Linked DNA regions of Sus scrofa: regions 1, 2, 4 and 5 are each linked to region 3. Evidence: chromatin contacts called from public Hi-C and HiChIP or PLAC-seq data. All regions are on one chromosome and are shown on one strand. Each heading gives the region's core, a stretch centred on a gene start, on an enhancer-like site or on the middle of the called end of the contact. The rest is flanking DNA. Distances are from core to core; before and after follow the strand shown.

Region 1 (5,893 bases), core at 2,942-5,441, 570 kb after region 3:
TGAGATGAGTTCCTAATGGAAGGATCTGTCCTGAAAACCACCCCTTGGCCCAGTTGCTGTGAATCTACTGTGTGAAAGATCAGAGTGCTCCAGTAAGATTGGTCTAGGGAACTAACAAGAACACCCAGACTTTTTTTTTTTCCCCCAGGGGAACTAACCAACCTGTGCAGAGGTTCCCTCAGAGCAGGGGGCTGGGGAGCGTACCCTCTGGGGTGCAGCGATTCAGGTCCCTCAGATTGTACAGCTTGTCTGCCAGCTTCACCAGTTTAGCCCCTGGGCTGCTGTGGGGTGCCTGCTCCACCTGCAACTGCTTTCTCTCCAGCTTGGGCAGAGTCTTGTCATCTGTTACCTCCTCCACCAGACGCCGCACTTGTACCCCAAAGTGCAGCTCCACCTCATCCAGGGTGGTGTCTGTGTCCTCCACCGTGTCATGGAGCAGGGCTGCCTGCGGACAGGCTTCCATTCAGTCCTGTGACGCCAGCCCCAGGGCTGAATGGGGCTCCTGAACCCCTCCCCAGCCTCCTAGCAGAGAAGGGGGAAAGTTACCTGTAACACCACAATGTCAGTGATTCCCGCCTCACGGGTCAGGATCCGAGCCACACCTGACGGGGCAAAGCAGGAAGTCAGACAGGAGGGAGTCACCAGGGCGGCACGTTGTGGGGTTTGTAGAGCCAGATATGGCCCCTCAGTAGCTGGGGGACCTTGGGCAAGTTCTTTACTCTATTTCGCATACAAAGGGAACAATCAAGCCTACCGCCCCCGGCTGTTGTGAATTTTAAACACGAACAGTGCCTGGCACAAATCTTGGTACAGACTAGGCGCTCAATGAAGTATACGCCCTCCGCGTTCCCTTCCCGGATCCCACTCCCTAGAAGCTGCTGCCGTTGCTCCTCCGGCGGCGCGCCCACCGATAGGGTGGTTGATGTAAGGGGTTCCTTCGGGGTCCTTCCGCCGCTGTCGCTGGTGCTTGCGAGCCGCGAAGTCGGCAGCCTCCAGCAGCTGGGCCACCTCGGAACCCATCGCGCGGGGGACTTCGGTCCGGGGAACGTGGACCAGGCGTGGACAGCGCCCCCTGGCGCCGCGGAGGCCCGAGGATTGCGGAGTCTGAGCCAGGGTTCTTCTGGGGCTGACATCCTGGGCAAGGAGAAGTGGGTGTGGGAGGCATCTCAGCCCCTGCTTAAGGGCGCTCTGCTGAGGGTGCCAGAATAATATAGCCTGGCCTTCTGGGAGCCCAGAGCCTAAGGGAAGGAGGAAAACAGACAAGGTATAAGACTGTGGCCTCAAAGTGTGTCCAGGGCAGGAAGGCAGGGGACAATGAAAATTTGGAGGAAGGCCAATTCACCTAGCCTCCCGGCCAGGGACGGCTTCTCCCAGGACTGGGCCTCTCCCGCCATGAAAAGATAATCTTCAACCTGTCAGGGCTCTGAAAATTCTCAAAGCTCTCTAAAAATTGTTTTCCCTGGGAGTTCCTGTTGTGGCTCAGCAGAAACGAATCCGACTAGTATCTGTGAGGATGCGGGTTCAATCCCTGGCCTCGCTCAGTGGGTTAAGGATCCAGTATTGCCGTGAGCTGTGGTGTAGGTGGAAGAAGTGGCTTGGATCCCACGTCACTGTGGCTGTGGCCTAGGCCAGCAGCTGTATCTCTGATTCAACCCCTAGCTTGGGAACTTCCATATGCCGTGGTTGGAGCCCTAAAAAGACAAAAAAAAAAAAAAAAAAAAGTTTTCCCTGCAAGGATGGCCTGGTTGCTATGGGCATGGGAACTTCACCTTTGGGCCAGAAGGCCTTAGGACCTGACCTTCTGGAAATTGGGGCCTACACTGGGAGAACTCCCTCCCTAATTACTTCAGACTTAGGCTCCCAGGCCTATGTCTAAATAGCAGTGCTGTTTCTGCAGGAACTGTCTTCTTTGCTCTCAAGTGCTGGGAACAAAAATTTGCATTTGTTTCTTGTGCCATAAGGGTTCCTATTTCAGTCCCCAGCCACTGGGCCAGGCCCCTGGAGTGTTGCTTCTGCTGTTCTGGGAGCATGGCATTGTCAGGCCTCAGTAGAACAACACAACACTGTTTGCTGGGAGCCTTTGGCCTTCTGGAGAAATCCCATGTCTCAGCAGACAGCATCTATGATGTATGAGGGCCAAGACAGACCTAGGGACATTGGAAGAGCATTCCTTGTGATATGGGGTTGGCTGGTTGCTAAGTATACTCCCTCCAGTCATACTGGAAGCTTTTGTACTTTGGCTGGTAGCTGGGGCAGATGAGGGCTCAGGGGAAAAGTTAGTGAAAGCACTCGCCCTTGGTTTTCAGCTAGTCTTGGTGGTTGCCACGATGCAGATATTAGGGAGGGAGGCTCCCAATGCTGGAACTAAGGTCTCTGGGGCGTGAAATGGAACAATCAATTCTCAGGGCGTCCACTGCCGCCTGAAAATTGAGAGAGAGTGGAGAGAAAACATATATGGTTCTAATTGTTTGTCTATTTTTCAGGCTAACGGCTCAACTTCTCTTTCATTCTTCATTCTGAGCCTTTTCCCCTTCAGCCTGTCAGCTTGGAGCCACAGTCCCTGCATTTTCCAACAGAAGATAGAAAGTCACTTTCATCTCTCTCTAGAGTTCTGTGACAGAGAAGCTTCAGGTTTGTGTTAATGGTGCTTTGGGGCTTTGATTTTTATTTCCTCTCTGTCTGAAGCCAGGGCTTAGAAATAGAGATGTTGGGGTTTCTAGGACCAGGGCTAAGGTGGAGGTGACCTCTCATGGGCTTTCAGAAGAGGCCAGGCTCTTTGCTGACAGGCCTGTCGACGGGGCTACTGCTGCTCTTCAGCTGGACAACGCTTGCCCAGCCGACCTCTCTCTCAGGTACTGTACTCTCTGCTCACCACCCTGCTGGTTACCCCACTCTTTTAGCAGGGTACGGGCTACTCTGGGCAGCTGGTTGGGAGGGAAGAAGCCTGCCCATCTGATAGTGACTGATCCCTTTCACTCGCCGAAAGAGGTGGAGTGGGGTGTAGGTAGATCATTGCTGCTTGTCTCCAGCCCTCTTGCCCTCTCTTCAGCCTTGGTCCACTACCCCCACTTGTGCCAGACCTCCTGGGATGCTGATGGCCGTCGCTACTCGGGTTTCTTCTGTCCCCGGCTCACGGATACCCCAGAGGAAGCCTACTGCTGCCACCTGCTGGCTGCAGGCGGCTCCTGCTGCACCCGGGCTGAATTTGAGGCCTTGTACCAGGTCAATCTGTCCGCCCTAGAACCTCCTCCCATCCTCAGGTAAGAACTCCATCCCCAGATCCACTGGAACACTGATAGGGTGTTCCAGTACCTGGGGGATTGGGTCCTAATCTCTGGAGTGGGAGGCTTGTAGCTTAATGACTAGTGGACAGACAGACCTCAAATATAAATCACATAAATATGTGATTACAAGCAATTCTGTGAAGGAAAATTCAGGGAGGTATGAAAGCAGGTAACAGGGAGTTACGAAAGCAGGTAATAGGTGGGGTGAGATGGGGCGGGGTGGGGTGGTGGGGTGGGACACGTGTCACTATTGAAAGGATCTTGTGGCCTGTGGATTTCACCCACTACAGTCAGGGGTTTCAATCCTGAACACTGTCCATGGATGACTTCAGGGTACCTGTGAGCTCCCTGAATTTGATTGACAAATTCTACATTTTTTCTGGGTTGAGGGTCCTGAGCTTTCTCCAGAATCTCAGGGCTCTGGAACCCACAGGCTGCAGCAGCGAGAGAACGGCTGGGGACAGCATCCTGATACTCTGCTCTCCCACAGGGGTCCGGGTCCGCTCCTAGCGCTGGGCCTTTACAGTCTGCTGCTCCTGGCCCTGATGACCGCAGACTTTGTACACTTCTGCCGCGGTCGGGGCCGGGGCCAAAGGCGAGGCCAGGTCCCGGACCAGGGCCGAGACCCGGGCCGGGGCAGCCAAGAGCGTCCCTCTGTGTCCTCCGCCGCGCGCCCCCTGCAGGTCTCGGCAGGCACAGACTAAGCGCTCCCGGGTTTCCTCTGCGCCTGCGGACGCAGGCCGAGCGCCCCGCCCCCGCCGGAGCGTACTCGCCTTGGCCCCGCCCCTTCCCTGCCGCCTGCCGCTGACGCAAGACGGGGGCGGGGCAGCCGGCGGCGGATTCCCAAGCCTAGACCCACCCCGCCCCAGAGATTGCGCGTGCGTGTGCCCGGGACCTCTGCTCCGCGATGACTGTGAGTGGTCCTGGGACCCCCGATCCCCAGTCCGCCGACCCCGGGGTGCATGCCCATCCACCTGCGCCATCACCACTTCTCGCCTACTCTGACTAATCCCGGGCCTCCTCCTCCCTCAACCTTGGCCCTCCATGGCACTCTCCCCAGACCCCCAGGCTCCTCTCCCCCAGTTCCCCGGCTCACCCTGAGCCCCCCTGCGACGTTTCCACCCCTTTCCACAGGCCAACTCAGTGGAGCAGCTGCGGAAAGATGGCAACGAGCTCTTCAAATGCGGGGACTACGAAGGCGCCTTGACGGCCTATACCCAGGCCCTGGATCTGGGCGCAACGCCCCAGGACCAAGCGGTTCTGCACCGGAACCGGGCCGCCTGCCACCTCAAGCTGGTGAGGGAGCCGTTTGCTCTTCCCTTGGCCTGCCTGGGCCCCGGTTTGTCCACCAGGCCAAGGCTCGGGCCCCGACTAGGCATTTACCTTCCCAGGCCACCCACACTTGTTACATGTCTTTTGGGCCTCTAGGAGGTGGGGGATCTGGTGAGTCAAGGGAACAACTCTGTTTTCTACTCGTGCCCCAAAAAGGAGATGACCAGCCTCTCCGGCCTGTGTTTTTTCTTTTGCAGGAGGATTATGACAAAGCAGAATCTGAGGCCTCCAAAGGTAGGGGAATGTGGGCCCTTGTGGGGAGCTCTGGGGCTTCTGTGGTGGGCAAAGATTCTGGGACTACTGCACCATCACTTTCTCTAACTCCTTTCATCCCTGCAACATATCTGCCTTCTTTCTTTCCCACTTCCCTGGGCATTTCCTTTTCTGCAGCTACCCTCACCTTTTCTGAGGCTGAAGTTCTGAGCCCCACATCCATTCCCCCACCTTTCTCTGGTCCTCGAGATCTTTCCCTACTGCTCTTGCCTGGAGACGGTGGCCTCATGGGGGCTGACAGAGCTCCTGTTTGTGCTCAGCCATCGACAAGGACGGAGGGGATGTCAAAGCACTTTATCGGAGGAGCCAAGCCCTGGAGAAGCTGGGCCGTCTTGACCAGGCAGTCCTCGACCTGCAGAGATGTGTGAGCCTGGAGCCCAAGAACAAAGTTTTCCAGGAGGCCCTGCGGAACATCGCAGGCCAGATTCAGGAGAAGGTATGTGAATAACTGAGAGAATGAGACATTGACCTGTGGTGGTGGTGGGGGCACTGGAAAATGAATCTGGATCAAAGGTATACACCCAGTTCTCTGGAGAGGGGATGCTGATGGTGAGGGATCTTATAGAATGATGCTCAACCTTGCTGGTGGTTAAGAAGAAGCAAATTAAAATAACAGCAAGGTGCTGGTTTTTTTCAGTGGTCTGTTGGGCAGACAATTTGTACACCCTGCTAGAAGGAGGGAGACAGACACTTCAATGGTAAGGTTGATGGGGAGGTGGGCTCGTTGATGACTGCTGGAGGGGGTGTAAATTGGTTCAGCTCCTTCGGAGGGTCCTTTAGCATATATCCTAAAATGTTAAATGAAGCAACCTTATGACTCAGGATGTTTACTTCTTGCTGTCTATCCTAGAGAAGCCTTGCCCATGTACACAAGCAGGTGTGTGTTTGTTTCAGCCTTGCTTGTAGTAATGAAAAATTGGAACTTGCTTAAATGCCCGGCAGTAGAGGAATTGCTACATAAACTGAGTGACCTCCTTACTGCAGACTCCTATGTTGGAGTTACT
Region 2 (5,737 bases), core at 1,508-4,007, 540 kb after region 3:
TATGGAGGTTCCCAGGCTAGGGGTCGGATCAGAGCTACAGCTTTCAGCCTACACCACAGCCACAGCAACGTCAGATCCCAGTCGCGTCTGTGACCTACAGCACAGCTCACGGCAACACTGGATCCTTAACCCACTGAGCGAGGCCAGGGATCGAACCCACAACCTCATGGTTCCTAGTTGGATTTGTTTCCACTGCACCATGATGGGAACTCTCCAGCCTAAGTCTTGGCAGAATATAATATGATTCTTCCTGGAACAGGGTGAGATAAGCAGCCTGATGAGGCGCTACCCTCTTTTGTGGGAGATGCCACAAGGCTGTTTCTTTTCCTTTTTTCCTTTCTTTTTTTTTCAGGGCTGCACCTGCGGCATATGGAAGTTTCCAGGTTAGGGGCTGAATCAGAGCTGCAGCTGCCAGCCTACACCACAGCCACACCAGATCTGAGCCACGTCTGTGACCTACACCACAGCTCATGGCAACTTCAGATCCTCAATCCCCTGAGCAATGCCAAAGATCAAACCTGCATCCTTATGGATACTAGTTGGGTTCGTAACCCACTGAGCCACAATGGGAACTCCTCACAAGGCCATTTCTTATCCTCATAGTTTCAGTTGAGTGCAGGCCTTTCTGCCATATTCCCTCCCTCTTCACCTCACTTAGAGTGTAGCTGCAGGCCATAAAATTGTCTGATTGTAGTTGAGTTTGGCTCCCAGCCAACGAGAGATTTCCCACCACCATCTGGCCTGTCTCATGCTTCCTCGGGTCACTGTTGTCCTGTGAATAGGGAAAGGTGACACCACGCTGATCTTGTTTTTTTTTGTTTGTTTGTTTGGTTTTTCTTCTTCTTTTCTTTCTTTCTTTCTTTCTTTTTTTTTTTTTTTTTTTTTTGCTTCTTTAGGGTTGCACCCTCAGCATATGGAAGTTTCCAGGCTAGGGTTGAATAACAGGAGCTACAGCTGCCGGCCTACACCACAGCCACAGCAACTCAGGATCCAAGCCATCCACGTCTGCGACCTACACCACAACTCACGGCAATGCCAGATCCCCAACCCATTGAGCAAGACCAGGCAGGGATTGAACCCACATCCTCATGAATGCTAGCTGGGTTTGTTTCTGCTGCACCACAACAGGAACTCCTGGTCTTGTTTTTGTTAGCTGGGTAGTATCTGTCTGGCTCCAGTGTGGCTTGTTGTCTTACTGGCTAGGTCTCATGGAAATGCAGCAGGCACACTGAGCAGCTGCATGGTGATCCTTGGGGTCCTGCTAGCTGCCATGTTGCACTTAGGGACTGCTTGACGTCTTGATAGAGGGGAATTTTGGGGGAGTAATGGAAAGGTTCTATGCTTTGATCTGAATGGTGGTTATACTTGTATACACATTTATTAAAACTCTTCAAGCAGTAAATACACTTAAGACTTGTGCCATATAAGTTGTATCGCAATTAAAAAAAAAAAAACCCACCAGAAAACTAATAAGAGCTCTTGAAAATAAGATTACGATAGCCAAAATGAGAAATTCAGTATAAGGATCAGAAGATAAATTTCCCAGAACATTGGGCAAAACACAGGGATACAGAGGATGATGAAACCAGTCCAGGTCTCACACCTTAATAACAGGCATTCTAGTTAGCAAATAAACCTAGAAAGCTGTTTCTGATGGTGATAAACAAAATGGGAGTCAAACTAATAAGATGGTTTTGTTAAGTGTGGTTAATCAACCAAAAAGTCATTTAAGGAATTTTCAACAGTTTGTGGAGGGCTGGTAGAAACTGGCACAGTCCTTTTGGGGCGCAACAGAATGCGCTAAATCCTAATCTTGTGCCCAGGTAACCTCACTGCGGCAAATTTGTCCTAAGACAATCATTTTAGAAGACAAATGTGGAATTCATGGAGATGTTTTATTATGTGTGATTTATTATGCTGCACGATTATAAACAACCCAGATGCCCAGTCAAAGAACAAGTAAGAAAAGCATAGATCTGGAGTTTCCGGCATGGCGCCGCAGAAACAAATCCGACTAGGAACCATGAGGTTTGGGGTTCAATCCCTGGCCTTGCTCAGTGGGTTAAGGATCCGGCATTGCCAAGAGCTGTGGTGTAGGTCGCAGATACTGCTCGGATCTGGCGTTGCTGTGGCTGTGACACAGGCTGGCAGCTGTAGTTCCGATTGGACTCCTAACCTGGGAACCTCCATATGCCGCGGGTGCGACCCTAAAATAATAATAATAATAATAAATAAAAATTTTTTAAATTAAAAAAGGAAAGTATAGATCTTATTCACCGGTGGCAAGCACGGCAAGGGATCGTGATGAACGCACGGTACCAAGAGAAGGCAGCGCCCCCTTGCCTGAGAAGCGTAACTGTATCGAATTAAGGATACCTACCCCAGAGGGGGGGAGGGGGCCGGAAAATGTGCTCCATCGTTTGGCTGGTGAAATGAAGGAGGAATGTTTCTACTGCTGGTAGATAACAAGGCGCTTACTCTAGCAAGATTCAAAAAACATCAAGTTGCGCTCCGCTCCAGGCGGCTAGGCAGCGCGCCAAGACCGGGGTCGCGACTGCGGCTGCGCACTGCGGCCCGGCCGCCCGCGCCAGGGGGCCCCCGGTCCTGACCGCACCGGAAGCGCCCGGCCGGCCAGCGGGAGCCGAGCGAGGGCAGTAGCCGGGGCCCAGCTCGCCCGGCTCGGCAGGGGCGCACCGCAGACAGCGGCGGTGCCTGGGCGAGCAGGCGGGGCCGAGGCGGCGCGGGGGCGGGCGAGCCTGTCCCCGCCCCGCATGCCGTTCGGCCCGGCGGCCGCGAGAGGCCGGGGACCCGCGCCGGGTGGGCGCAGCGGAGCGCGCCGGTGGCCCTGGCCCCAGCGGGAGCGACGGGTGGGCGGACGCCCGCCTTCGCCTGCATCGCTGTCTTTCCCCCGGGCCGTTGTCCCCCGGGATGTGAGGGCCGCAGCTCCGCCGGCGGGGCCTGGAGTGGAGCGGAGAGCGGACGCAGACGGTAACGCGCTGGGCGGGCGCGGGGAGGGCTCTGGCTGCCCCGGCCGTGTCCAGGCTTGGGCAGCAGGAGCGCGGGCAGCGCTTCGGGGTCAGAGGCGGCCGGAGATCCCGCATCGGGCAGTTGTCGTTGAGGTCCCAGAGCCGGCAGAGCCAGGGAGGGCCGCAGCCCAGGAGGGCCGGGAGGGGGCTGGGCCGGCCAGCAGGCGAGCGCCCGGAGACCCGGCGGCAGGTGCCGGGACCCCCTTGGGATCCAACTCTCTCTCCCCAGCTCCACCTACTTTGGCCTGAACCCAGCCTCCGAGGGCTAAAAATATTGCCCCGAGGCTCCTGAGCGGAATCAGATCGTGCTAAGTAGGGCACAAGGCTGCAGAGGCGACCGAGCTCTTCGGCCCCGGGGCTGGAGGAAGACTCCTGAGCAGCGGCTCCCACCTACGCTCGGCGGCTAGCGGTCTCGCTCAGCCCAGCAGGCAAGTGCGGGGCCGCAGTGGTTCTCTGAAGTTGCCCCACACCGAGCAGCCGCGCCTAGCTTCTCGCTACCCATCAATCACTGCTGGCTTCTCAGGGGGTCCTGTAAATGCTTTATAAGCAGTGGCCGAAAGTTACCCACTGAAGGAATTAGAACTATCAGGCAGAAGCCGTAGGGCTCTTCGTGTTAGAAACGTCAGCTGTGGCTTCTTTTTAAATTCATTCCATGTTTCTGAATGAGAGAGGAGCTGTGCCAGGCACTGTTTCTGGTGAGTACCAGTCCGATTCAAGAGGGTAGGGAGAAGAACTTTCTTGTTAGTCTCCGGGGGCTTTGGCTGTATCTTTTTTTTTTAAATCCTCTTTTTTCCCTATTTTTCTTTTTTTCTTCTTCTTCTTTTTTTTTTTTTTTTTTTGGAGGAGGGCCCACCTGTGACATAGGGAAGTTCCCAGGCTAGGGTCCAGTTGGAGCTGTGTTGTCAGCCTACACCACAGCTCACAGCAGTGCTGGATCCTTAACCCACTGAATGAGGCCCCAGATTGAATCCGCATCCTCATGGATACTAGTCGGGTTTGTTAATGCTGAGCCACAACGGGAACTCCTGGCTGTATCCTTTAAATCAAAACAGATACCAGTGTATTCCTTTGAAAATAGAAGCATATGGGCAGGGAGCCTGGACACCCTCCTCCTTTAAGTGATTGTGTCTTTCTTGTAGGCAAGCCCTGTGGGCAGCTGGTGATAATCAGGACATTGTATGGCTAACTCAACAGCCACAGCTGGGAAGTTTGTTATCTGGTCGTGTTTTTTTTTTGTTTGTTTTTTTTTTTTAATAGCATCCACCTGGGAGAGAGCATCATCTTCACCCTAGGGACAGAGTGCCTCCAGGACTAGGCAGGACCAGTCTCAGATGTGCCTCTTGCTAGTACTTTCTTTGTCTCAGCCAAGAGAAGACAGTCCAGGTTGGGTCAGGCTCCATAGCCATTGCTGGGATTTGGTGCTTAGAAGCTTCATTTTCTCTGGAGTCAGACAAAATAGGTGTTCCTTGGGAGCAGCCCTTTGGAGGAACTCAGTGGGGCATTTTGGTGGGAAGAGCACTAGGGGCATTTTGCCTGCCGGAGCTCCCTCTGGTGTCCCTCTGGCCAGGTTTGTGTGGAGGCCAGTATGAAGCTGAAAAAGCAGGTGACAGTGTGTGGGGCTGCGATCTTCTGTGTGGCGGTCTTCTCACTCTACCTCATGCTGGACCGAGTGCAGCATGATCCCACCCGACACCAGAATGGTGGCAACTTCCCCCGGGTGAGTCCTGCCTGATTTCTAATCCCTGCGTGTACAGATCATCTGGGCGCAGGTTATTGCCCCCACTGGAGAGTCATGTCAGCCCAGGACAGGAGCATTCCTTCCCAACAGGCAGATTTTCTGGAACCTCAAAGCTGAAAGCAGTGATGGCCAAAAAAGAAAGACGGAGTTCCCGTTGTGGCTCAGTGGTTAATGAACCCAACCAGCATCCATGAGGATGCAGGTTTGATCCCTGGCCTTGCTCAGTGGGTTAAGGATCTGGCATTGCCGTGAGCTGTGGTGTAGGTCACAGACCTGGCTCAGATCTCGAGTTGCTTTGGCTGTGGCATAGGCTGCCGGCCACAGCTCCTATTTGACGCCTAGCCTAGGAACCTCTCTATATCACGGAAAGAAAGAAAGAAAGAAAGAAAGATGGGAGGAAAAATGGCAACATATACTGCCGCTCTGTTCTGGATTCTAGGCGGCCGTTGCTAATGTCTCGCAGCAGTCTTTCCTACTAAGCCCCAGGGCAGTCCTTGTCAGCGTGCTGCTCCCAATGATTGTTGAAAATAGACATGGGAGTTGAAATCTTGGCCACCCATGAGCTAGGGAGTGCGGGGACTCCCACTCCAAGCAGATGGCAGTCCTCAGTAGTGCTTCTCACCTCTTCTTATCTGAACAGAGCCAACAGTGCTGTAGGCCCATGGCCCTGCCTTCGACTGGGGGAGGGAAGGCTCAGAGTCAGGCATCAGATGGTGGGCCCCAAGCAGAGATCCTCCATGTGACATAAGAGCTTGGGGTGGTGGCTTTCTGATTTTTTTTTTTTTTTTGGCAGAGTCAAATTTCTGTGCTGCAGAACCGCATTGAACAGCTGGAGCAGCTGTTGGAGGAGAACCATGAGATCATCAGTCACATCAAGGACTCCGTGCTGGAGCTGACTGCCAACGTGGAGGGCCCACCTGCCCTGCTGCCCTACTCTATGGCCAATGGCTCCTGGGTGGTGCCACCAGAGCCC
Region 3 (5,184 bases), core at 1,409-3,908:
GTCAGGTCTTCCACCAGGGCCACCGCCTCCTCGCTGCTTTCGGGGCGGTGCTCTTGCAGCCAGGCCTGAATCTCCTTTGGCAGCATGGTCAGCATTTGCTCCTTGGTGTGGACTTCTGGCCTCAGCCAGCGCCGACAGAGCTCTCGAAGACGGCCAAGGGCACCCTGAGGCCCTCCGGCCCCCTCCTCGTGGGGGCTGCCCTTGCCAGCACTCTGGGCGAAGGGCTCGGAATCAGGGCCGTCCTCCTGCAGCACAGCTTCCTGCACCCAGGAGTCATCCTCCAGGATCATGGTAGCAACCTCCTCTTCCTGCTCGTCTTCCTCTTGAGGCACCTGGACTAAGGGGCTCAGAGGATTGGTTACTCTCGGTACCTCTGAGGCCATCATCCACGTTCTCTGGGGAATCACTCAGGCTTCTAACCTTGACCTTCAGTCTTCTCCAGCCCAGCTCTCTGAGAAGATAGATCCCTCCTCAAATTTCAATAAGGTGTCTGGCTAAGAATGAGAAAGAGAACTAGAATCAATACGCAATCTGTCCTAAAGCAATCTAACTCATAGCGGCCCAGAACAGGTCACCAAGTGATTCATACATCCGCAAGTCAATAGAAGTTTCCTGACCTTCTAAAAGGAAAAATGGCTTATTCCTGAGAATACCTCTATAACACAGGAAGTTAAGAAGAATCACAAGCACAAAAAATACAGTATTTTTCTTTCCCAAAGATGAAAGCATGAGCATCAGAAATTCACAGTCCTCCCACGAACCCAGGACTGACTTATCTTGCCCTAAGTCAGTTCAGACTTACTGCAGAGAGGGTGACCTTGCCCTAACATACAACTCAATCACACAACCTCACTGACCACCTAATAAGTTGAGATAATAACACCCAGCCTTCTTATCTGAAGGGGTCATCTGAAGGATTAGCAATGGTTCAAATGTCAAGGCACTTTGAGCCTCACTGGAAGGAAGGCAATTATCTCAATTGCTTTATTACCATATTTTATTTTATTTTTTATTACCATATTTTAAACCATGAAGTTTTAAAATGGTCATACTCTTAGATCCGGCCTTGGCCCTTCAGGAATTTATTTTTTTTAATCATCTTTGCAAACAGAAATTTGTTTGAAGGATGCACAACCATAACATTGTTTCTAAAAACAAACCCCAAAGAAAACACCTGACACCTTAAGAATCCAGCAACAGGAGAAGAGTTAATAAATTATGACACATGCATACAGTAAAATGTATTAAAAACTATGCTGGAGTTCCCGTCGTGGCGCAGTGGTTAACGAATCCGACTAGGAACAATGAGGTTGTGGGTTCGATCCCTGCCCTTGCTCAGTGGGTTAACGATCCGGCGTTGCCAGTGAGCTGTGGTGTAGGTTGCAGACGCGGCTCGGATCCAGCGTTGCTGTGGCTCTGGCATAGGCCGGTGGCTACAGCTCCGATTCAACCCCTAGCCTGGGAACCTCCATATGCCACGGGAGCGGCCCAAGAAATAGCAACAACGACAAAAAGACAAAAAAAAAAAAAAAAAAAAAAAAAAAAAACTATGCTGATGTAATAATGACTACTTTTAGGGCTTTGGGAGGGTAACTGAGAGGGGTGTTTCAAAGAAGCTAGAAATGTTCCAGATCTTGATTTGACAATGGTTGCATAAGCGTGTACATATTAAAGATCTGTGCACTCTGCTGTATGTATTTTAAAATATTTTTAAAATTATGCTCCACAAGAATTATTAATCATTAATGATTTAAGATAATCCTCATAATATAAAATAAATGGATTAAAAACAAACCTGGCAAGGCAGAAAAACCAGACACAGTATGACCCCAATTCCTTTTAGAAAAGAACATATATACACAAGGAAAAAAATATGTATAGAAATTCTACAAAACGTTGACAGCAGTGAAACTACAAATTCTTTAAAATAAAGACTAAAAGGCAAAAGTTATTTTTAAAAATCATCACATCATAAATATTCAGATAACGCTCCTCCTCCCCCAAGAAAAGAAAATAGGGAAGGAAAAAGTTTTTTAAAAGAAAAAGAAAAGCTAGTGGAAACACCGAAGATCTCAATGTGCATTTACCAACTGGCGAGAAGAAACACAGGTATAACACCACTCTTTAATCTGGGAGCCCGGGAAACCGTTTTTAATCAGTTTAATTCGCTGCTTGACCCGGAGCAAGACACGCCCCCTCTGAAGCTCAGTTTCCCCATCCGTAAAATGAGGGGCTGCGCGGGATCGCGTCCAATGTGCCTTCCAAACCCTGCGACCAAGGCTGGACGTTCAAAGAGCTCACTGATAGGGAGAAGAGTCCACATCTCGTCGGTCTCTCAGCGGACCCCGCGCCTAAACCGGGACAGCTGGGCGCGCGGGACGCGGACAGCGCCCCCAACGCCCCTCCCCCAGCAGGGCTGCCCGCACTGGCTCCAGGCCCGTTATTCCCTCGCCTCGGGCTACTTCCTCGGCCGCGTGGCTCCAGCCCTGTCTCTCCGGGCTCACCTCTCCAGAGACCAGATCCTGCTCCTGCAGTCCCTCCGCGCGCAAAAGCGCCCCCGGGCACTGCCCGGCCCCTCCGGAGTTGCGGCGGCTCAAGCCCGAGGGGCACCGAGAACAATGGACGGGAGAGGCCTGCCCCCCACCGCGCTCATTGGCCACCGAGAACGGCCCCTGGAAACTCTCCTTTTCTACTGGCGGATCCGGGCCCAGCCGGGTGGCGGGAGGGAGACTGGGCCGAAGGCATTGTGGGAGATGTAGTCCACCTGGCAGACGCCCGACCCCGCCAAGGAACGGAGTTTGGGCTTGATAGCCTGCGCTGTGCGGGAGGGCCAGTGGCGGGACAAGCGGTTGACTGCAAGTCAGGCAACCTAGTGTGGACCAGAGCTGTGACCCGGGACAGGTCATTTCACTTCTTTAAGTCTTCCAGTTGTCTGCAAAAAAGGAAAGTTGGATGGAAGAGAACTGTGAACTGTGAACTGTGTGGCAAGTAGTATTGTAAGGCCCCTCGACGGCCGAAAGCAGTGCTTGAGCTGGAAAGGAATCTTCACCAGAGAAACCCCTTCTTGTGAGGCCGGCGCCCCTCCCCCAACTTGCAGATCTACTCTCGCACCTGGCTGTTGCACACCCCTTTGTTCCTGCGTCTGGAGGAAAGCCCTGTCTCGCCTCTTCTGCCGCGCACCTCCGATTCTTTCTTCATCTCCTTTTGTGTGGAACCTGCTTAGGCAGAGACACCGCCCGTGGCACACCTGCTCCATGTCTCCATTTTAGTACCTATCCCAGTGTTACTTATTGTTAATCTCAGCACTGGGAGGTGAGAATGGGAGATTAGCCTCTATTGTGATGTTCCCACGGTTGGCGCTCTTGAAGAATGGCTGCTCCATCACCATATGACAACAGGTGAGTAACTAACTGCCTGGAAACCCAAGGGGAAAATATAAGAATGAAGAGAAAGACAGTAATGGTTTGTGATAGAACAATCTGGTGTTTTTGTACAGAACAATTTTTGGGGGCACCCACAATCAAGTGACTGCATTTAATTTTCATTTAAATTTCACGTTCATGAAAATTTAATGTTCATTTCATGAGTGTTTGAGAAATGTTTCATGATTATTAGTGGGTTTTTTTTTTTTTTTTTTTTGTCTTTTTTCTATTTCTTTGGGCCGCTCCCTCGGCATATGGAGGTTCCCAGGCTAGGGGTTGAATCGGAGCTGTAGCCACCGGCCTACGCCAGAGCCACAGCAACGCAGGATCCGAGCCGCGTCTGCAACCTACACCACAGCTCACGGCAACGCCAGATCGTTAACCCACTGAGCAAGGGCAGGGACCGAACCCACAACCTCATTGTTCCTAGTCGGATTCGTTAACCACTGCGCCAGGACGGGAACTCCTATCTTCCAATTTTTTTAATGGAATATACTCATAAACGCTCTTAGTATATTAAGAAAATGGTTTTTTGTCACAAAAGTTGCTATTATTTTTCTCAGTTTACTGTTCCCTTTTTGCTGTTTTTTTACATGTCTATGCTCTCCAAATTGTCAGTCTTGTCTTTTCATAGCTTCTGAATTTTTTGTCACTCTTAGAAAGTTTTTTGCACTACTCCGAAGATTATTTGAATTTCACGAATTTTTCACTAACTAACCTCTTGAACTAATTTAAGTATAAAGATGCAAAGCGAGGTTCAGCAGTTGAGTGCTGCATACTTGGTAGGATAGCATCTTAATTAGCCCAAAGTGACTACATGCAAACAGCACCACCTCCAGGCTGGCCTGAGAAGTCTGCACTGAGATCCTGGATGCAGAATTCCCAGCCACGATCTCTCCAATGACTAGCATTCCTAGACAACAAGATCTCCAAAATGATTGAGGATGATAATTCTTGGACACGATCCTGTATTAACAAAAATTTGTTTTTCCACTTTTCCATTCGCACTGGGAATGGAATTTACACAAAAGGGAAAATATTTGTTTGGTTGGGGTGGGAGGTTAGGGGGTCGGATATAGCCGAAAGCTCCCAGCAGCCTAAGAGTTCCTTTTCCTCTGCTCCTATCCCAAGCCAACCCATGACCACAAGAAACTGGCACTATGTTGTCACAGGAGAATCCTGGAACTGGCCATGTCTGTCCTCTGCCTTATTCTCTGAGAAGTCGGCCCTGGCCAATGTCAGCTTCCCCCTTATTGAGATAGAGAGCAAATCACATTTAAAACAAATTCCTTGTTGCCATTGTGGTTCAGAGGGTTAAGGACCTGACATTGTCTCTGTGAGATTTCAGGTTCGACCCCCAGCCTTGCTCAGTGGGTTAAGGATCCAGCATTGCCATAAACTGTGGCATAGGTCACAGATGCAGCTTGGATCTGGTGTTGCTGTGGCTGTGATGTAGGCCGGCAACTGCAGCTCCAATTCCACCTCTAGCCTGGGAACTTCCATATGCCTTAGGTTCGGCCCTAAAAGAAAAAAGAAAAAAAAAAAAAAAAAAAAGACCAATCCCTGGCATAATGGTCCTGGTACCCAAGCCAGTGCCCTAAGACCAGCTTGGGACAGTGAGCGAGCCCAGACACAGCCCAGTTCAGCGAATAGGGTTGCTCCTCCAAATGATGACAGAGGCTCTGATCTACTAGTGAGCACTCTTGGTTCGAAGCGTCAAAGGACTATTCCAGTTAATTTAAAAGGAACTTATTGAAAGAAT
Region 4 (5,528 bases), core at 2,799-5,298, 510 kb after region 3:
CCGATCTGCGGCAGAAGTGTACGGAGTCTCACACAGGCACCTCTGCCTCTGCCCCCTTGGCAGCGGGCATCATCGCTCTCACCCTGGAGGCCAAGTGAGTGCTGGAGCCTGGGGGGCAGCCCTCTTCCCATCAGCGTCCTCGGCAGGCCAGCCCTTGGTCTCCGAAGAGCCTGCCCCCAAGTCTCTGTGTTCCTCCTTTGCAGTAAGAACCTCACATGGCGGGACATGCAGCATCTGGTGGTACAGACCTCAAAGCCAGCCCACCTCAACGCTAATGACTGGACCACCAATGGCGTGGGCCGCAAAGGTGAGGACAGGGTGGTCAGTGGGCTGGATTGCGGCTTGGTGGGGGCACGCCCTGGGACCCAGCTGACCCCGCCTTCCTTCCCCACAGTGAGCCATTCGTACGGCTACGGGTTATTGGACGCAGGTGCCATGGTGGCCCTGGCCCAGAACTGGACCACGGTGGACCCCCAGCGCAAGTGCATCATTGACATCCTCACTGAGCCCAAGTGAGGACTCGACCCTGGCTGGGAGGCGGCGGGGGGACCTGAGGGACACAGGGGCCCCAGCCGGTCCCGCTGGTCCAGGCTGATAGACCATCACGGTGCTCTCTGCACAGGGACATCGGGAAGCGGCTGGAGGTGCGGAAGACAGTGACCGCCTGCCTGGGGGAACCCAGCCACATCACGCGGCTGGAGCATGCTCAGGCGCGGCTCACCCTGTCCTACAATCGCCGCGGTGACCTGGCCATCCACCTGGTCAGCCCCATGGGCACCCGATCCACCCTGCTGGCTGCCAGGTGCGTGCCCTCTCCACTGCCCAGCCCATCCCTGCCTTCACACCCGTGTGCGTTCAGCCACTCACTCTCACAGCCCCAACGTCAACCAAGCACTGCTCCGCGGGGCATTGTTGGCGTCTTGAGAGGCCTAGGTTTTGTTCTATGGGACGGTCCCATGTCGCAGGAATCCCCAATTCTGTTCGCTGGAGGAGACGTGTGTGCCTTCCTGTGTGTAGCCCCCTTGCACATTTTCAGGGTGTTCTTGTTGAGAACATTCGTCCTTCTGGGAAACAACCAGAGGCATTTCCAGCCCAGTGGGCTTGGCGCTGCCCTGGGGGAGGTTGTGTGGTCTGTGTGCCGTGGGCTCAGTGTCCCCTTTCTCCACAGGCCGCACGACTACTCGGCAGACGGATTTAACGACTGGGCCTTCATGACGACCCACTCCTGGGATGAGGACCCTTCTGGCGAGTGGGTCCTGGAGGTCGAAAACACCAGTGAAGCCAACAACTATGGTATTGGGGCCGGGAAATGAGGAGGGGAGCCGATGGGTCTGGGGTACCAGGTGGGCTCCCACACCTTCCAACTGCTGCCTCCTCTGCCCATCAACAGGGACGCTGACCAAGTTCACCCTCGTGCTGTACGGCACGGCCCCCGAGGGGCTGCCCACACCTCCCGAGAGCATCGGCTGCAAGACCCTCACATCCGGCCAGGCCTGTGTGGGTCAGTCGTGGGTGCTGTGGGGGTCTGGGGACCTGAGGCTGGGGTACGGAGGGGGCCTGTCCTAAAGGAGGAACAGGCTGTGCAGAGACCCTGGGGGCCCCTGGCATGACCACAGCTCTGAGGCTGAGAGCCTCTGGGGACGGTGGTGGCTGTTTTTGGGGCGGGGGGTCCGCAGGCTGCCATGGTTCTGGGGCTCAGAGCCATGGCCGTGGGCGGCTTTTCCGACACCCGCCTTCTCTCGGTGCCGGCAGTGTGCGAGGAGGGCTTCTCCCTGCACCAGAAGACCTGTGTCCAGCACTGCCCTCCCGGCTTCGCTCCCCAAGTCCTCGACACACACTATAACACTGAGAACGACGTGGAGATCATCCGGGCCAGCGTCTGTGTCCCCTGCCATGCCTCGTGTGCCACGTGCCAGGGGCCAGCCCCCACGGACTGCCTCACCTGCCCCAGCCACGCATCCCTGGACCCCGTGGAGCAGACGTGCTCCCGGCAAAGCCAGAGCAGCCGCGAGTCCCCACCGCAGCAGCTGCCCCGGCCGCCCCCGCCCTCCCCACAGGAGGAGGAGGCAGAACCTCGGGTGCGGGCGGGGCAGCTGCCCTCACACCTGCCCGAGGTGGTGGCCGGCCTCATCTGCGCCCTCATCGTGCTGGTCTTCGTCACTGTCTTCCTGGTCCTGCAGCTGCGCTCGGGCTTCAGCTTCCGGGGGGTGAAGGTGTACACCATGGACCGTGGCCTCATCTCCTACAAGGGGCTGCCCCCTGAAGCCTGGCAGGAGGAGTGTCCATCCGACTCCGAAGAGGACGAGGGCCGGGGCGAGAGGACCGCCTTTATCAAAGACCAGAGCGCCCTTTGACAGCGCCTGCCGCTCCCCGAGCCCGCCCCTCCTCGGGCACTTGTTACTTCACCAAAGTGTTTTTTTATCTCGAGACTGGGCTTGGATCCCAGCTGGGAGGCGAGAGGGGCGGAGAGGGCTTCCCAGCCTCCCCCTGGACCCCCTGGCTGCCTGAGGTGGGACTCCAGGACCAGCCAGGGTGTGGGGGGCAGGGGGAGGGGGCCTCTCCCCACCCCCAGAGCCCCTCCGAGTGGAGAACAGAGTGAAACCTTTAGGGCAGCTTTCCAGGGTCCGGGCCCCAGCCAGAGCTCCCTGCCAAGCGAAGGGGGTGGGGGGGTGGCCCTTCCCCGTCCCTCTAAAGCAATAATGGTTCCCATCCAGGCAGCAGGGAGGCTGGCCTAGTGGGTATTTGAAGGAGGAGGCCACCTCTCCAAGGGCTTTTGCATCCGCTACCCCGCCCCCCACCTCTGGTGAGCCTCGGGTGGAAGCAGTGAGCAAAGGAAGGGACCAAGGCCAGGCAGGCACCTCCGGGGCGCGCACGTGGGTCCACGCGCGTTTGTCCCTTTGCCCCCGTCTACTGCGCTGGCTGCCTGCCAAGCAAGGTTGGCCCAGCCCCACGCTGGTGCCCCTACCACCCTCCCCTCTCCAGCACCCTTCCCTCCCGCCAGGGCCCAAGTCCCTGTTTTCTGAGCCCGGGGCCACCTGGGCTGTTGGCACTCGCAGTCCCAGAGCCCCTGGGTGGGTGGTGGGGAGGGACGGTGGCCCAACCGGCCTGTCCCACCTCCCACCCGATGCTGCTTTCCCCTGTGGGGATCTCAGGGGCTGTTTGAGGTTATATTTTCACTTTGTGATTATTTCACTTTAGATGCTGACTTGTTTTTGTTTTTTTTGTTTTTTTTTTTTGGTATTTTTAACGGGGGTAGCAGCTGGACCATCCACTCTCCCACACCCACTGTCCACCCTGCTGTTCCCCCCCGCCGGCTGCGCGGGCCCTGAGGTGTGGGGGGCTACGGCCTGTTGCCGAGGAATAGCTGAGCCCCAAATCCTGAAGAGGAGGCCAGGCCAGACGGGCCCTAGGAAAGGAGGATTGGGGTGGGCGGGCAGGCTGTCCATCTCAGATGGGGCTGGTCGTGCCAAGGGCTCACGGGTCACTGGTTCTCCAAGTGCCAGGGGTGGGCAGGTGGTGGCACCAAGCCCCTTCCAACACTGTGCCCTGGTGGAGGAAGCGCTGACCTGTCCGGCCCCCCAGGTCCCCCTCTTCTGACGTGCCTTTTGCACCCCTCCCATTAGGACAATCAGTCCGCTCCCATTTGGGAGCCCCTTTTTCTCTCTCCCCCAGCACCCCCCCCACCCAGCCACCTGCCCAGGGGTGCCCCCTCCTCTTCCACCCCCACCCTTGTGGCCAGCCCAGCTGGTTTTGTAAGATACTGGGTTGGTGCACAGTGATTTTTTTTTTTTCTCTTGTAATTTAAACAGGCCCAGCATTGTTGGTTCTATTTAACGGACTCGAAATAATGTTAGGTTTTAAAGTGATTAAACTTGCAGACTATGCAAACCAGGCCTGGTCTCCAGTGTGGTGATAATTGTTCTTCTCTGGGCCCTGGGGCTGCCTCCAGGATGGGGTGGGGGTGGGGGTGGGGATCGGGGCAACCTACATGCCCTTGTGACCTTCCTGCCCACGGTCCATCGCCCAGAGGGCTTCAGGGCCTCCTTCGGGCAGGGTGTAGAAGGGGACTGCAGCCGGGCACAAGTCCTGGAGGTGGGACTGGCTGAGCATTTCCACCCGCACAGGCCTTGAGTCCAGCAGGGAGAGAAGTTGAGTCCCACTCCCTGGCCCAGACCCCTTGCCTGCCCCAGGTTTCCCTTGAAACAGGAAGCCCCAGCCCTGGCTAGGTGAGCGGTGCCTGTTCCACCAGGGGACCTGTGTGGGAGAAGCTGGCCTCCCCTCTAGACATTTACTTGGAGATTTTATTCAAATGGAGACTGGTGCCTGAGCTCGCCTTGGGGAATCCAGTGGGGAGGGGAGGGCCTGCACCAGGCTTCCCCCTTCCTCTTCTGGGGCTGCTGCTGGGGTGGCCCGCCTGCCCCCAGGCTCTGGACCCGCAGGCTCTCCCACCCAGTGCAAGCCTGCTGCTCCGCCCTGGGCAGGCGCCCATTACTGCACCCGCGGGCCGCTTCCCCCAGTTCCTGGGCGCTGTCCGGGACCTGGGGAGTGCCCGGCCAGGCTGCTCTCTTCTGGCCCATTCTTTCTCAGCCCCCTCCTCCCTTCCGTTTCCGCGAGCCTTGTGAGCCGTGTGGCTGGCTGAGCGGCCTGCACTGGGCAGCGGGGGGGCGGACAGGCGTCAGGGGCTCCTGCCCGCCCCTTCCCCTCCGCCGGCCCGCCCCGGGGCCTGGGCCAACTGAAACCGCAGGAGGAGGAAGCGCGGAATCAGGAACTGGCCGGAGTGGTGCGGGGGCCTGAGTCTGAGTTGGTCCTCGGCGGCCCTAGGAGCAGCTAGCTGCCCACGCGGGTAACTCCTGCCCCCAGGGGAGGGTGTCGGTGGGTGGGGGGGAGTGGGAAGCAGGCAGGAGCCCTGCCAGCGGCGGCGATCAGAGAGCAGACACAGTTGGGCAGGGGCCGGGGAAGGGTAGGGGCTTGGGCTGCGGCTGCCTGGGGCGCCAGAAGGGGCAGGCTTGGCCCGGCCGAGGGGCCGAGGGACCGAGGGCCCTGATCGTGCCGCGCCCCTGCAGCTGGGTGCTGGGTGGGAGGGCCCAGGGAGGCAAGATCCAGGAGGTTTCTGCCCCAGGACTGGAAAGAGGACCCCTGGCACTAGTCCTCGGCCTAGGATGCAGGAAGCAATGAGGGCTTTCCCAGGCCAGGCCAAAGTTTGTACCTATGGCTGCATTTCAGTGGGACAGACCCCCACCACCCGCCTGTCTGCAGCCCCTCTTAGTCAGGCAGCCCCTAGGGTCTCTGTCCCACACCTCTGTCTGTCTCCAGCTCCTGCCCTGCCCCCACTGGTGGCTTCTCCTCTCTGTCCCCAGGACCACACTATGGGCTTCTCTTCGGAGCTATGCAGCCCCCAGGGCCATGGGGCCCTGCAGCAGATGCAGGAGGCCGAGCTTCGGTTGCTGGAGGGCATGAGAAAGTGGATGGCCCAGCGAGTCAAGAGCGACAGGGAGTATGCCGGGCTGTTGCACCACATGTCACTACAG
Region 5 (5,701 bases), core at 2,334-4,833, 570 kb before region 3:
TAAAAGCGCTTTTTTACATTCCTTGCAATACTGATGGTGATGATGTGCAGGTCTCATTGGTTTCATTCTTGCAGTTGCCATACAGTGCCTTTCCATTTATTTAACCCCCACCTGAACGGCATAAACTGAGTGTTCAGCTGGTGTTTTTTACTGTAAACAACAAGGAGACTTTGCTCTTCATTTAAACCAAAATCATATTTCATATTTCACGCTCCAGGGTTTTTACCGGTTCCTTTTTACACTCCTTAAAACAGTTTTTAAGTCGTTTGGAACAAGAGATTTTTTTTTTTCTTTCTTGGCAGCTTTTAACATTATAGCAAATTTGTGTCTGGGGGACTGCTGGTCACTGTTTCTCACAGTTGCAAATCAAGACATTTGCAACCAAGAAAAAAAAAACCTTTTTTTGGATTTGAAACTGGACCTGATAAACGGTGTTTGAGCGGCTGCTGTATATTGCACCTTCTTAAGTTGCACTTATGTGGGGGGGGAGGGTTGATAGAAGTTTTTAATCACAAAGTCACAGGACTTTTTTTCTTTTGTAAACTGAGCTAAAAAGGGCTGCTTTTTGGTGGGGGCAGATGAAGGCTCACAGGAGCCCTTTCTCAGAGGGGACAAGTACCCTTCCCTTATTTCTTTCATTTGAGAAATGTATGAACCCACAGTTGCAGTTGACTAAAATGCTACTGGAATTTGAAAACTTGACTTTTTCTTTAAAAAAAAAAACAAAAACAAAAAACAAAAAAAAGACTTGCCCCTCTTTGGGAAGCTGTGTGCCAAAGAACCAGTGTCATAACCTCCCTCCTCCCTCCTGCTGAGTTGCATCGTTGCATATCCCAGCTACTCTGTGGGTTTTGTGAAGCTGTGTGTGAAGTCTCTACCTCATTGTAGTATATGCAGGCAAGACTGCACTCTCCTACAGATGTGTGGAGTAAGCTGTGGTGTAGTTTTTTTGGCACATAATAAACACGTTGCAGCAGAGTTCTGGTTCTGTCTCTGTGTCTGCAGTGTGGGAACAGGGGGGCAGAGGGGTAATTAGGTTCCAAAGTAAAAACTTATGTTTCCTTGGATTTTCTGTGGTGGTGGGGCAGTGTGGAAGTCTTGCCCCTGTAAGTCGTTCTTACAGGCAAGAACGTTTCCATGGCCAAATGCATCTGGGAGGCATCTCTCTGGTAAGTGGGTACTTCTAGTCCAAGTGTGTTGAAAGCCCTCACAATTAAACTTCTTGGGGCTCCTCTTCCCATAATCCCAGACCCAGCTTGGAGAAACTGGAGGCATAGCTCCTCAGTGGTCAGCACGAACCGATGGTTCTCAGCTTCTGTAAGCCTCAGAGCTCATTCTTCTTGACAGGCTACCTGTGCAGACCCAGATCCTTCCTGAGATGGAGTAAATTTTTGCTCTTCTGCAGAGAGCTCTATCATCTAGACTCTTTCTCACAGGCTCCCAGGATTTGTGAAAGGGTCTACTGATGATTTTTTCAGGTAGGTTGTGTGTGCCTGGGCCTGATATTGGAGTGATCCTTTGAAAGTTTCCATTTTAATCTGAGGTGGAAGGAGACCTGCATACTGAAGCATCTGTTGGGTGAGAGGTGCAAGAACCCACTATTGTAGCTGGTGAGGAGTCCCTCAGCCAAGAATCAGTGGCCTCATCTTTCATTTGAGACCTGGCCGGCATCAGCTTAATTTGAAGTTTGCCTGTAAATTCAATTCCTACAGTGGTCTTGGAAACTCAGTTCCTATAATGGTTTTGGAAGAGTCTGACCTTCCCTTTTGGTATTTTTTTCTGAGAGCCATCTCCTCTCCCCTTTGTCAAGGTGCTACTTTCAGGGCAAGGGCTTGATGTCCCTCAGCCTTCCATTCCCATTCAGTTTAAAGAGTCTGATTGGACTGCCCAAGGTGACCAGGAGATGAGTTGAGGGATGACAGCCAGTGCCCACTAACTCATCCAACTTGGGCAGCCACCTCTTAAGTTGGGTGGGGGCCTAGAACCCACTTGAGCAGAGTTGCAGAGAAGGAATAGGGTACTCTCTAGGCTAATGAGGCCATCAGAGGTCTCCTGTGCTGCTGGCTTCAGAAGGCCTGGTTTGTGGATGAGTATGGCAGGAACAGCCTGAAGAACAGTGGTGGTTGGAGGAGCTGTTTTAGTTGGGAGAACTGCAGGTGAACTGGGCCCTTCACTTAAATATTTGAGAAATTTACTTTTTGCTGGGCACTGTTCAAGGGCAAAACAGCTCTTACGGGTACAGAACTCACTCTTGGCTGGGAAAACAGACAAGTCACTGTGACATGTGCTAAGAAATACCAAAGCAACTTTAAAAGGATAGCAATGCTAGGAATTCCCACTGTGGCACAATAGGTTAAGAATCCAACTGCAGCAGCTTGGGTGCCTTTTGGGGGTGCAGGTTCAATTACCAGCCTGGCATAGTGGGTTAAAGGAGCTGGCATTGCCACAGCTGCAGTGTAGGTCGCAGCTCCAGCTCTCATTCAATCCCTGACCCAGGAACACCCCCCCCTTTTTTTTTCATTTTTGGCCTCCCTGAGGCTTGTGGAGTTCTTTGGCCAGGGATCAGATCTGAGGGTGGCAACACCAAATCCTTAACCCACTGTGCTGTGCTGGAACCTGAGTCCCAGTGGCTGCAGAGACACCGCTGATCTCATTGCACCACAAGGAGAACTACTGCTGCGCTCCGTTAAAAAAAAAAAAAAAAAAAAGATAGTGATGCTAAAAAACTAAAAGGGTAACGGTACTACTTTATATAAACTGTAGGGAAAGCCCCTTTGGTATAGTGACACCTGAGCAAACGACTGGGAAGAAGTGAGACAATTCTCTCCCAGTTGCACCTGTGTCTAACCTACGCAAGGTTAGACAAGTCTCTGACCCAAGCACTGGGAGGCGGCCCTATCCCGGGCGCCATCCGCATCCCCTCACTTTTCCTCGCTCCTGCCTTAGCTAGAGCTCTTAAGCCTTCCTCCTTCTCCTCGGCCTGTGAAGAAGAGATGTTCAACTCCTAGTGTAGAGCACTCCGGCGATCTAATCACAAGAATCGGGCTTGAGAAGCCTGCCCAAGACAGCCTTAGACGTGGCTGGAGGTGGAAGGTAAGCTCCACCCATCAGGGGGAGGCTCAAGCACTCGCTCCGCCTACTGGACGGCGGCTCCGGCCACACTTCCGCCCCGCTCTGCCAGGGGTCGCTGTGGTTCCCTGGAGGCGGCTCAGCAAGTCCCAGGCTAGGCGGAAGCGGCTTTCTGGCCTGCGCTTTATAGGCCTCTCTTGTGCTTCCTGTTTCCTCTTTTACCGAGAACCCGCCAAGATGGTAGGTGTTTTGGCTCAAAGCTGCCATCCCTCCAATCCTCCTCCATCCGCCACTTTCCACCGCCCCCAGCCCGCAGGGCGGTGTGCCGGGGCCTGTGAGGCCGAAGCCTCCGTGGGCCGCTGGTTTCCGCGTTGACCCGGCGCTCCAGCCTCACCTGGCTGGCCCTCTCCCGGGCTTAGCTCCGGGCCGCGAACCCCGCTCCAGTCAGGCTGTCCCCGCGCTGCTCCCGGAGGGGCACCCTGAGTCAGGAGTGACCCTGTCTTCTCCACCCGCAGGGGCGCGTTCGCACCAAGACCGTGAAGAAGGCTGCCCGGGTCATCATTGAGAAGTACTACACGCGCCTGGGCAACGACTTCCACACCAACAAGCGCGTGTGCGAGGAGATTGCCATTATTCCCAGCAAGAAGCTCCGCAACAAGATCGCAGGGTGAGTTGGCCCGGCCTTCGGCTCCCGCGCCGGGTGGGAGATGCGGAGCCACGGCCCCGCGGGGCCGTTTGGGCTCCGATTCGGGCGGGGCGCTGGGGGTGTGCATTTGCCGGGTTTCTTGCAGCGGTTGTCTTGTGTTCGCTTTGTGTTTGGCGGCTTGACGGGCGACGGCACTTGACGAGGTTGGCCACGGTCGATCCCTGGAAGGTTGACATTTACAGTAAAGGACAACGAGATTAAATGCTCAGTTGTGTAGATTGTAACTCGGAGGAAAGAAAATGATTCCTGGGAGAGAGCAGGAAAGTTTGTTGGGAGGTTTTAGTAACTTGGGAGAGTGAATTTGCATAGAGGATATAGGACCCCGAAGGGACCGGCGTGCCTGTGTAAGCGGAGCTGCGTGTAGGGGTTGGGTGTGTGCAGGAGATTCAGAATCAGGGCTCCTAAAATGGTAAATCCTCTCCCTTCTCACTGTGGAAAGAACTAAAACTCCTCCAGAGGTTCCCTGTACCAGTGGGAGCCAGCGTGCCTTCTCAGTGTTCCTGGACATTTGTGCTTTGTAGCTATGTCACACATCTGATGAAGCGGATTCAGAGAGGACCAGTGAGGGGTATCTCCATTAAGCTGCAGGAGGAGGAGAGAGAGAGGAGAGACAACTACGTGCCCGAGGTAAACTTTGTAGATCTTTCTCTGGGCCTCTGGTTCATCTTAGAAGATAAAACAGTGTTCCTGAGAACCATTTGAGATACAAGGTTTTCAAGGAGACCTTAGCTGAGTCTGAACTTGCCCCTGATCTACCTGCCTGTGTGTTAGTTTTTGTTCTTCCCTGTTGGGCCCATGTGAGTTCATTCTCTTTTACACATGAGGGCCTGTAACGATGCTGCTTTGGTGACTTACCATGTCATCTGGTTTATTTGCTCTAGCATGGTATTTCTGAAGTATAAACCCAGTCTTAAGGTTTTCTACATAGCGAACTTGTGAGATCCCGTTCTGTCCTCTTATGTCCCCTGTCTTCCCCCCTCACCCCACCACCCTTTTTTTTCCTCATTTAAGAATCTTGGAGAAAAGGCACGGAAAGTGAGAGATAACTCATTGCTATTTGGGGCCTGCCTTGTTCCTTCTAGGTCTCAGCCCTGGATCAGGAGATCATTGAAGTAGATCCTGACACTAAGGAGATGCTGAAACTCTTGGTAAGTGTTTGCTGAATTCCTGAAGTAGGGCGCCCCTGGTCACCATCAGTAGCATTCTCTCTGTGATAGGTAACACTTACTGAATCCATAAAATACATCAAGTATTCTCAACATTCTTTGTGCGTTGTTTTCCTTTTTCTCACAATATCCTATAGGCATGTCCTGTTAATTACATTTTATAAGATGGTAATTGCAAAATTAGTAGGTGGCAGGAATGAGAATTTCATCCATACTGCTAACCACTAAACTAGACTGCCTCCAAAATGGGTTTAGCTTGTTACTGTAGGTTCAGTTTGCTTTTCTCATGAAGATAACTCCCAAATCCAGTGGCTCTTCTTCTCAGGGCACTCCTTCTTTCCTGGCTGGCTTCTCACATTTGCCTCCCCTTGGTTCCAGCCCTGGTTCTTTTCTCTGCCTGCTTTCCTCTGTGTCTGTATGCTGACCCATTCCAGTCACCTGTGGTCTCATTCCCAGTTGCTGATGGGGCATTTCTTGAGTGGTTCAGCTGTCTTCAATACAGTTTTGATGTGTGTCTTTTCAGTGGCTTATCTTAGTGCTGAGGCAGTTTGAGGAAAATGAGCTTCAAAGTCCAGGAGGCAGTTTGTGAATTAGAGCAACTTCATTTTTCCTTTTTATGATCACTGGTTTTTGAGGATAAAATGGGAAATTAAGTTCCAGGTATGTGGTGGGCTATTGGATGCTTTGCCCCAGTCACTGAGATTGAGCCAGCTTAAAGGCAGGCCCTGACCTTGTCCTTCCTGAGGCTGCTCCTGGAAAT

The links. A called contact is a pair of places that touch in the nucleus more often than the background predicts. HiChIP or PLAC-seq counts read pairs in DNA pulled down with a chosen protein or histone mark.
Region 1: a contact with region 3 is called in a Hi-C map of liver, with 4 times the contacts expected there. The contact joins the promoter of UNC45A here to the promoter of ZSCAN2 in region 3. A contact is called at or near these places in 1 of 5 promoter capture datasets (liver), 6 of 47 Hi-C or Micro-C datasets (embryonic fibroblasts, fetal skeletal muscle, heart right ventricle and 3 more) and 1 of 2 datasets of contacts at active chromatin or transcription factors (alveolar macrophages).
Region 2: an H3K27ac HiChIP or PLAC-seq map of alveolar macrophages shows a contact between it and region 3. The contact joins the promoter of MAN2A2 here to the promoter of ZSCAN2 in region 3. A contact is called at or near these places in 5 of 47 Hi-C or Micro-C datasets (embryonic fibroblasts, mesenteric adipose tissue, retroperitoneal adipose tissue and 1 more) and 1 of 2 datasets of contacts at active chromatin or transcription factors (alveolar macrophages).
Region 4: a Hi-C map of skeletal muscle shows a contact between it and region 3, with 10 times the contacts expected there. The contact joins the promoter of FES here to the promoter of ZSCAN2 in region 3. A contact is called at or near these places in 1 of 5 promoter capture datasets (fetal skeletal muscle), 15 of 47 Hi-C or Micro-C datasets (alveolar macrophages, embryonic fibroblasts, fetal heart ventricle and 10 more) and 1 of 2 datasets of contacts at active chromatin or transcription factors (alveolar macrophages).
Region 5: a contact with region 3 is called in a Hi-C map of liver, with 6 times the contacts expected there. The contact joins the promoter of RPS17 here to the promoter of ZSCAN2 in region 3. A contact is called at or near these places in 5 of 47 Hi-C or Micro-C datasets (embryonic fibroblasts, heart right ventricle, liver and 2 more) and 1 of 2 datasets of contacts at active chromatin or transcription factors (skeletal muscle).

Annotation. Positions count from the first base shown.
Region 1 is chr7:53,526,856-53,532,748 of Sscrofa11.1, forward strand. It overlaps UNC45A (unc-45 myosin chaperone A), which reads left to right and starts at 4,192. Exons shown (of 20, transcript NM_001185069.1): 1 at 4,192-4,242; 2 at 4,419-4,580; 3 at 4,814-4,850; 4 at 5,150-5,325. The coding sequence starts at 4,192. HDDC3 (HD domain containing 3) reads right to left here and starts at 1,035. Exons shown (of 4, transcript NM_001243409.1): 1 at 909-1,035; 2 at 547-602; 3 at 205-445. The coding sequence starts at 1,020.
Region 2 is chr7:53,496,160-53,501,896 of Sscrofa11.1, forward strand. MAN2A2 (alpha-mannosidase 2x) reads left to right here and starts at 2,758. Exons shown (of 24, transcript XM_001929378.5): 1 at 2,758-2,988; 2 at 3,256-3,721; 3 at 4,594-4,743; 4 at 5,558-5,737. The coding sequence starts at 3,689.
Region 3 is chr7:52,955,349-52,960,532 of Sscrofa11.1, forward strand. It overlaps ZSCAN2 (zinc finger and SCAN domain-containing protein 2), which reads right to left and starts at 2,659. Exons shown (of 9, transcript XR_002345788.1): 1 at 2,505-2,659; 2 at 1-494.
Region 4 is chr7:53,468,899-53,474,426 of Sscrofa11.1, forward strand. It overlaps FES (tyrosine-protein kinase Fes/Fps), which reads left to right and starts at 4,049. Exons shown (of 19, transcript XM_001929355.4): 1 at 4,049-4,843; 2 at 5,358-5,528. The coding sequence starts at 5,367. It overlaps FURIN (furin), which reads left to right. Exons shown (of 15, transcript XM_021098916.1): 10 at 1-94; 11 at 204-307; 12 at 395-512; 13 at 623-1,293; 14 at 1,391-1,501; 15 at 1,753-3,893. The coding sequence ends at 2,354.
Region 5 is chr7:52,382,759-52,388,459 of Sscrofa11.1, forward strand. It overlaps RPS17 (ribosomal protein S17), which reads left to right and starts at 3,584. Exons shown (of 4, transcript NM_001001634.1): 1 at 3,584-3,736; 2 at 4,297-4,402; 3 at 4,858-4,923. The coding sequence starts at 3,584.